Regions from separate parts of the Triticum aestivum genome. Here region 1 is linked to region 2. The links are chromatin contacts, called in public Hi-C maps. All regions are on one chromosome and are shown on one strand. The core of a region is the stretch at or near the end of the contact, and the rest is flanking DNA. Distances in the headings are between cores, read along the strand shown. Region 1 holds the start of LOC123072029 (exocyst complex component EXO70B1). Region 2 holds the start of LOC123072025.

Region 1 (4,249 bases), core at 1,704-4,203, 200 kb after region 2:
ACTTCCAGTTTCTACGGCAAGCACTGAACATGCATTTCCCAGTTTGAAGATCATCAAGACAAGGCCGCGTAATAGGATGGAAGGTGAGAATCTTGCAAATAACTTGGTTGTTCCCATAGAGCGTGAAATCGCAGAGAAGTACAACTTTAGGGATATTTTAACAGAATTCAAGAGCATCAGGGATCGCGGAGCTAATCTATAGTTGTTAGTTGCCTCATAGAATGCCTTTGAAGTTTGAAGGCTAAGCGACAATTTATATGTTTTGGTGTGCTTAGTTCTCTTTTTTTCGAGGGTACGCAAATTGCGTACCATAGCTTTATAGAAGGAGAGAAAATTAGTACATGACATCTATGACTCGCTGGGAACAACGAGCGTAGCTCAACACCACATCCGGCTATCCTCCGGACAGCCACACACAACAACACAACTACAACACGGAAAAACCTGCCCAAGACCGAAACACCTCGCCGCATCTTGATGAACACTGAACACCTCCAAAGAACAGCAACTCCAGCTTTCTTTGGATTCATCCGCGACGACCATACATAGCGCCAGAGGAGAGCGGTCAAGGCCACGACGAACACCGGATGAGCGCCAACAGGAAACTCAGTCTCCTCGCACGATGCTCCCAACAGAGAAACGACGTCGCAGACGCCGCCATCATGCCGCCCCAGAGGACCAAGGCTTTCGCTCGGAGACAACTGCCAATACCAAGCACGAGGGAGATGGCGACACACTCGACGTCGCCTCCAGGGAGAGAAACGACACCCGCGGGTGCCATCGACGCCGGCCGGCCAAAACCGAACATGATTCTCATCCGTAATGTTGCGCATCTCCACTCCGACAAGGTGCATGGCGGCACCGTCCCTGAAGCCTCGCACCGCCGTCACCACAGCAAATCCGCTGAAGCCGCGTAGCCGTGGACCAGCACCACCCACACTGCCGAGAGAGCACGAACCATACCTCCACCAACATCACCGACGAGAAGCAACCTGAAAGTGCAACTATCCCTAGGTGGTTTTGGTAATTCATAACAACACATAGCTCATTGAGCTAATGCTATTCCAAGACATATATTTCAGGAAAGCTCAATGAATGGCATGGCATGGCATGGATGATGAAAGTGGATCCCTCAAAATACTAAGGACAAAGGATTGGCTCAAGCTCAATAGCTCAAGACTCTTCATTTTATATTTTAGTGATCCAAGATCACATTGAATCTATAGGAAAAGCCAATACTATCAAGGAGGGATGAGGTGTTGCTTAATGAGCCTCTTGCTTCATGTGCTTAGTGATATGCTCCAAAACCCTCAGCTACTTTCTCACATCCACAAATGACCTAAACCCAAAGCCAAAATCGGTCACACCGATTCTTCTTATCAGGCGCCACCGATTTCAAATGTCATAGCCACTGCCACAAACCCTAGGCAAATCGGTTCTACCGATAGGGATCTCGGTCTCACCGAGATGGGATTGTAATCTCTCTGTTTTCCTTCGTAACGTTTCGGTCAAACCGAAGTGAGCAATCGGTCCCACCGAGATTGCAATGTAAACTCTCTGTTTCCCTTTTGTCACATTTCGGTCTCACCGAAAAGAGCAAATTGGTCCCACCGAGTTTACCTGACCAACTCTCTGGAAAGCTTATTATCAAAATCGGTCTCACCAAGTTTGTGTAATCGGTCTTACCGAGATTATGTTATGCCCTAACCCTAACCGAATCGGCCTCACTGAGTTGCATGTCAGTCCCACCGAAAATCACTAACGGTCACTAGGTTTACTAAATTGGTCCGACCGAGTCTGTTGAATCGGTCCCACCGAGTTTGATAAATTGTGTGTAACGGTTAGATTTTGTGTGGAGGCTATATATACCCCTCCACCTCCTCTTCATTCGTGGAGAGAGCCATCAGACTAAACCTACACTTCCAACTTACCATTTCTGAGAAAGAACCACCTACACTCCCAACCAACACCTCCAACCTAGCTGAAGAACAGCAGCCACTCCGCACCTCCAGCAAGGGCCAAGACCGCCCACGACGGCCGTCACCCGCTCCAAGGGACGGCCTTGCGACGTCCCCAACACCAAGGGCCCGGTACGGACCCGAACAGGCTCAGATCTGACCCGCCTAGCCGCGGGCAGCACCCACGCCAGCGCCACCGCGAGAGCGCCGTCGCTCGCCACACAGATCGTAGGTGACCGGCGCTCGCTGCTCGCCAGGAACGCCCTCCTAGCCGAGCCATCACAACGCCGCCACCAAACCTGGCCGGTAGCTCACGCCGTCGCCTCCATCATGCCGTCGCGCCCGTTCGCCACCAACACACCGCTGCCCATCTTTGCCAGGACCACCTCGCCGGAGCTGCGCCGGGGAGAAGCCCCGCGGCCGCCGGCGCTGCCAGGGCTTTGCCCCGCAGTGGTCCACGGCGGCGGTGAGGGAGGGAGGCGAGGAAGGGGGCCGGCGGCGGGGATGTTGGGTTCCCCCCGTGTCGCCTCAGAGAGGGACGCGGGGGTCGGGCGGTAGGGGGAATTTTGATTTGAGACTCGGAAATACTACTTGCGGTGTGCTTAGTTCTCATCTGAAGTATATATTGCTAAATGCTAATCAGACATGTATTTTTTGACCAATATGGGTAATATAACTATATAAGTAAAATTGCCTGGTGGCTACAAGTTTATGGTTTGCTGAAGTTGCTTCAGTTTTTTTTGTCCTTGGCCCCCCCATTGATTCTTGTCAAGCTCCGCCACTGGCGTCTCGTGTCTGTACCGTGTTTGGAGAAAAATATCAGAAGAGACGATACAAAGTCGAGTGCATGGACGGCACAAAAGTGAGCTAGTGTATGGTCGCCGGAACGAATCCGATCCCGGTCCGATCCGTACGATAAAGCCTGTGATCAAAGCAGGAAAAGATCGTCAGTCCAACCTTTTTTAGCCCAGACAGACATCTAAACCACCCGACGACGACTCGCTCAAACCCAAACCCAAGGCCAGCTCAGCAAATCAGCGACTCGGCTCCCTCCCCCTTCCTCCTCTCCCCTCCCCCCTTCCGCCTCCGCGACTCCCCGCCCCCTTTCACACCGCCCTCATCGCCCTCCTCCGATCCAAGAGCGCAGGCGAGCGGCGCGGCGCGGCGCGGGGACGGGATGGCGGCGGCGCCGCCCGACGGGCAGGAGAAGGTGATCGCGGCGGCGCAGCAGATCGTCAAGTCGCTCGCCAACTCTAAGAACGCCGCGGACGACATGATCCGCATCCTCTCCGGCTTCGACAACCGCTTCTCCCTCATGTCCGACCTCTTCCCGGACGCCGGCGCCCCCGACGCCGCGGCCGGCTCCGAGCTGCCGGAGGGGGAAGAGGAGGAGGAGGGGGAGTACGGGCGGGAGCGGGGGCCGCCCGGCCCCGGCTTCGGCGGCGACGACGACGACCTGGAGGACGAGAGAGACGCGGCGGTGGAGGAAGCGCTGCGGCTGGTGGAGCAGTGGGACTCCCCCGCGGCCGGGGACCGGCTGGTGTTCGAGTCGCCCGAGGACGCCGAGGAGTACCTCGCCGCGGCCGCCTGCCTCATGGGCGAGGCCGGCCCGCGCGTCGAGGCCGCGCTGCAGGTCGCCATGGCGCGCCTCGAGGAGGAGTTCCGCCAGCTGCTCATCCGCGGGACCGCGTCGCTCGCCGCCGAGGACCTGCACGCGTCCCTCCTCCGCCGCCTCTCGCTCACGGTGCCCACCTTCCACTCCGCCTCCTCCGTCGACCTCGACTGCCCCTCCTTCGCCAGCCACGCCGACGAGGGCGACGAGTCCTCCGGCGCGGGCAGGTGGAGCTCCGCCTCCGATGGCGAGATCTCGCCCTACCTCATTTCCCCCGACACCGTCAGCACCCTCAAGGACATCGCGGACGTCATGCTGCGCGCTGGCTATGGGCCGGAGCTCTGCCAGGTCTACAGCGAGGTGCGCCGGGACACGCTCATGGAGTGCCTCGCCGTGCTTGGGGTCGACAAGATGAGCCTGGAAGAGGTGCAGCGCGTGGAGTGGGGCGTCCTCGATGGCAAGATGAAGAAGTGGATCCAGGCTCTCAGGGTCGTCGTCCAGGGCCTTCTCGCCGAGGAGCGCCGCATCTGTGGCCAGATCCTTGCGGCCGACGCAGATGCCGAGGAGGAGTGCTTTACTGAGGCGGCCAAGGGGTGTGTCCTGCAGCTGCTCAACTTCGGTGATGCCATTGCGATTGGCAAGAGATCGTCCGAGAAGCTGTTCCGCATTCTTGGTATGT
Region 2 (4,771 bases), core at 276-2,775:
AACGAGTCCAAGAAGAAGACGAACCCACGTAGTCGAACGAATCCTCACAACTCCGGAACAAAAACGAAGCTACCGAGAGAAGCAAACTGGAAAGAAGCAAACAACAGGGTAAACAACCATCACATAATCATGGCATGATGCACAACCAAGTATGATGCATGTCCGGTTTAATGAGGCATGGCATGTCAAAGTGCAACAAACAATACTACAAATTAAGTGGAGCTCAATATGCAACGAGTTGCATATTGACGGAACACCACAACAATTATTTAGTTCACTCTTGTTTAGATACTCATCAATATTAAATTTTGTTAAACATGGCAAGAGGTGAAGCATAATAAAACTACCTATTTAGGCAAGTTTAAATGAGGCCGGAACAACGAACAACAATTCCAAAAAATCCTCATGTCTGTATTTTAGATTTGATACTGTTCTGCCTAAAACCATATTTTATTGTTGTTAAACAGGAAAATAAAGTGCACCATCTTAAACTAGGCATTTTTCCACCCCATTTACATATAAAGTTTATTTAAAATGGAGCTAAGGTTAATTAGTTATAAAATAAATCATTTTAACATGGCATTATGCAAAATTAAAAAAACAACAAGTTTAAACATATTTAACATGGATGAGAGTTGCAAATTATTAATCTACACAAAATTCTAAGCATTTTACATGTTTAAATCATTTTAATCCGATGCACGGTCAATGAGTTATTATATGCATGAATAAACAGGGTTTTTCTGCAAAACTGTAATACACTGGATAATTAGACAAATTCGTCGGACTGGTAAAAAAACCTAAACAGGCCGAAACTGACTGGAGCAGGCCCAACAGAAGGAAAAAAAGGGAGGCGCTGGGGCCTCAACCATGGGCTTCGTCCCGGCTGGTGGAGAGGCCTGGCAGGCCGGTAGATCTGGATGCGGATGCTGGGCCTTGGAGCGATCGAATCAGGAGGTGGAGTGGGCGCGGTCAACGCGAGCGCTCTCTGTCGCTCGATCCGACAACGGCGCGAGCAGAGGCTTGAGCAGGCGAGCTCTTGCTCGATGCAAAGGAAGCAGAGGCCGCGGCAGCAGCGCTCGAACTGGAGCAGGGGAAGCAGAGGCGCGGTCAACGGGCGGACGAGCAGGCGCCCGCTGGATGCGTCGTCCTCCTCGCGCATCGGAAGAAGAGGAGGCCAGCGGTGTCCTGGACGGCGAGGCAGCAGCTTGGCGCAGAACTTGACGGGGCGACGAAGGTGTAGGGAGGCGGCGAAGGGCACGGGACTGGCCGATCTCGTCCCGTTCCAAGGGAGCAGAGGCGGAGCACGGGGGCGGCGGCGTGCCTGGCAGCGGGGTTCGGCTCCTGCGGGAGTGACGGGAAAAAAAGGTGAGGAAGAGGAAGGAAAGAAGGAGCGAGAGGTGTGGCGGAACACGCCTGGTCCTGGTCGCCGGTGGCTTGCCGGAGATGCGCCCGTGGCACGGGATCCTGGTGCTCCGGTGGCTTGCGGCCGCCGGAGGCGTGGAGACGAGCAGAGGCGGGTGGAGACGGTTGCCTCGATCCAGATCGGATCGAGCGCTGCGGGAGGCTCTCTGGGCCGTCGGATCTGAGATCTGGCGGTCCAGATCGGGTGGGGTTTGGCTGGTGGATCTGGCCAAGTGGAGGTAGGGGATTGGGTGCGTGCGGATTGCGAGGAGAGAGGTGGCGGCTGCGGGATTGGAGGGAGTTGGTCTGCCTAGGGTTTAGGTTAACTAGAAATGGAATGGGGGAGGCGGAAAATGCGAATGGAGGCCGAGCATCAGGTAGGCCGGTATCCTGGCCATTCACGTGCGCTAGGGATGTGTGCCCTCTCGGTATTTCTGGTTCATGCTCCCTCGTATCGCTGCACCATCGCGTGTATTGTGGGCAGGCCAGCTAGCACGTGTAGGTACAGAATCTAGGCATTTAAGTAGTTGTTCTCAGGTCCATTCGACTCCACATCCTCTCCATAGTACATCTCCCACGGGCACAGTCAAAGGAATCCCGGCAGGCACGGCCGACCACCAGCTCGGTTATTGCACACGTGGCTTAACTATGTCCAACAGACACGGATCTAGTAATAATTACTCCCTCTGTAAATAATATAAGAGCGTTTAGAATACTAAAGTAGTGATCTAAACGCTCTTATATTAGTTTACGGAGGGAGTAATAAATAACCAAATCACTAGGCCGCCTAAACAGCAGCTCACTAAGATGATGTCGATTTTGAGGCTGTAAAACTAATTTACAGGATCAGGGGCAAATGCCAAGTTGCGCATAACAATAATGACCGAGTCAGGAGCACTGAATTTTGTCTAACCACCGGCAAGCTGAAAGTCTTAACAACCTTATTAAGATTTTTGTGAATGTTGCATAAATTAGTGGGTAAACAGACCTGACCCTGCAAGATAGTAGCTGAAAAACTATTACCATGTTAATAAAAATGATTTGTACATTTAATGCATCAACATTAACACACAAATCTTCTGATCGTCCCACATGCCATTTGCACTGGTGCATGTCTGAACTTAACTAGGATTGGTAGGAGCAATCAACAGATTATCACACACAGGGTAGACAAATTTCCAACATACTCTGTTATGCCTAATCATTTGCATTCGTAGGAGCAATCAATAGAACCTAATCATTTGCATTTTTTAACAACAGAAAAAAGCACCATTAGCCATGAAAACATCATCAACCAACTAAATCAAGAAGTAAAAGCTGAAGAATTCCTCACCTGATGAGGAAACTAGTTATATCAAGATCGATCAAGATGCTTATTTGTCTCAGTGATAAAGAAACACACAATCTGAAGGCACCAGATGCATATTTGCTTAAAGATATTGCATTTTTGCAATTTTTGTGATGGGCCACGTGCTTGCTCCCACTGCCAGGCATGACTACAGTACACATATTCTTGGAAGCACTAAAACAACATAGGCAAAATGAAAGAATCGAACTAGGGAGGTTATGTGTGGAAGCATCTGTTCCAAGCTGTCATAAAGTTCAAGGGTGATGTTTCCAAGGAACCCAACTATGCATATTGTTGGATGGCATCTTTTTCTCTGGGGGCAGAACTGCACATTTTTTCAACCATTTGTCGCATTTTGTCATCTTGCATTCTTAGTTGAACTGAACCTAAGACAAATCTGCGGAATTTGAAGGGAATATGGATTAGAAAGAGTTGGCAAAAAAACACAGAAGATATATGTTAAAAATGTCTAACAAAAATTTCTGATGCTAGGCATAACAAAGATGTTAACAACCGCCAATTCTGCACATTGGGGAAGGGCACTTGTATCTATCCATGGCACATGTGAGTTGGCAAGAAGGCAATACTACAAGATTGCAGAAATAGGAAAATGCTTCAGATTAAACACCTTCTACTTCAGGGTTGAGATCACAGACCATATCAGCATGGTGCTGATCAGGAACCACAAATGCATCATCATTGTTTTCTGCACATCTAACCCAGGCCATAGATGCTATCCATCAGAAACCAAGCAAAGGAGCAACTTAGGTTTTTTCTTTACATGAGAATGGGCAGTGCAAAAAGTTGGGACTGTATGAATTAGCACCGCAAAGAACACATGTTGGCAAAATTAAGCCGATGTGGCACATACGCATGGGTAAGGATAACATTTTTCTCTCATGATTATCCGTCACATATATTGTCTAAAAACATCACAGTAAATTCGGATCTAGGCAGCAACAGGATGAGGAGAGACCTATCCAGTTCAAACGAAGGGGATTACAAGCAAACAAAAGGAAATCACATCTGTACAAAAGTACAAGCATCAGAGAGCACTCTATTCTAGATTATCAACACAAATGGTATACATCTGGATCGAGCCATGCAGCCAAATCAGCCGTACCAAAGGAATATAAGGAACAAACTTGAAATTGCCAAGAAACGTGCAAATCTAGAACAGATGAAACCCATCTAAGATAAAAGCTTAAGTACATGAGGTGTGATCCAGCCTCGCCGACGGAAACAATGAAGAAAATGATTTCTCCCGGCCGGATCCGTGGACAAGGACCTCGCCCTGGACAGATCCGGTGTTCCGCAAACTCGAGGGGATCCGGTCGCCGGAGTGGAAGAGGACGCGGGATCCGGGTGATTTGGCTGTCGGAGTGGAAGAGGGCGAGCGCTCGGGCCGGCGCTTCGGTCGCAGGAGCCGAGGGAGGGTGGGGCTGCACCCGGTCTCCTGGCCACGGCTGAAGGGGAGCGTGGTCACCGACGACCACCACCGCGGGAACTACGCACAGATGAGAAAGAGAGAGGAAGGGGGATGGCTGGGCGACGGAACAGGAACGAGAACGACAGAGAAAGAGCATCACAGGTTGAGCAGAGAGGACATGAGCAGGCTGATGGGCCAAACATGTACGCACGGGCTGTATCCCAGACCGTATATAGATGCATAGGCTGACACGAGCCGACACGAGCCTGCCAAAAAGCTGACAGATTCCCGATCTCAAAGCCCATTCCAACAGCCAGGATACCGGCCTACCTGATGCTCGGCCACCAAAAGCCCTCACTCATGAGGGAGGCCTCTATATATAGCAGGTGGATGATAAAAGGGAGTATGAGGGTAATCTGGACCCTTCGATTATAATCGAACAACCCGGGACAATTAGGTTAGGGTAGATCAAATAAGAAACCAAAAATATGTGGGGGATGATCCGAATCCAACGGCGATGACTGCCCGGGTCAGGTTCGGAGAAGTTTCGGACGCGCACGCGGGGGGTTTTGAGAGAGATAGACAAGGAC

The links. A called contact is a pair of places that touch in the nucleus more often than the background predicts.
Region 1: a Hi-C map of leaf shows a contact between it and region 2, with 3 times the contacts expected there. The contact joins the promoter of LOC123072029 here to the promoter of LOC123072025 in region 2. A contact is called at or near these places in 2 of 5 Hi-C or Micro-C datasets (both in leaf).

The regions. Positions count from the first base shown.
Region 1 is chr3B:725,469,987-725,474,235 of IWGSC CS RefSeq v2.1, forward strand. LOC123072029 (exocyst complex component EXO70B1) reads left to right here and starts at 2,954. Exons shown (of 2, transcript XM_044495590.1): 1 at 2,954-4,249. The coding sequence starts at 3,136.
Region 2 is chr3B:725,271,082-725,275,852 of IWGSC CS RefSeq v2.1, forward strand. LOC123072025 reads right to left here and starts at 1,526. Exons shown (of 1, transcript XM_044495588.1): 1 at 722-1,526. The coding sequence starts at 1,526. The coding sequence ends at 951. LOC123072027 (a long non-coding RNA gene) reads right to left here and starts at 4,482. Exons shown (of 3, transcript XR_006434800.1): 1 at 3,965-4,482; 2 at 2,738-3,149; 3 at 2,574-2,637.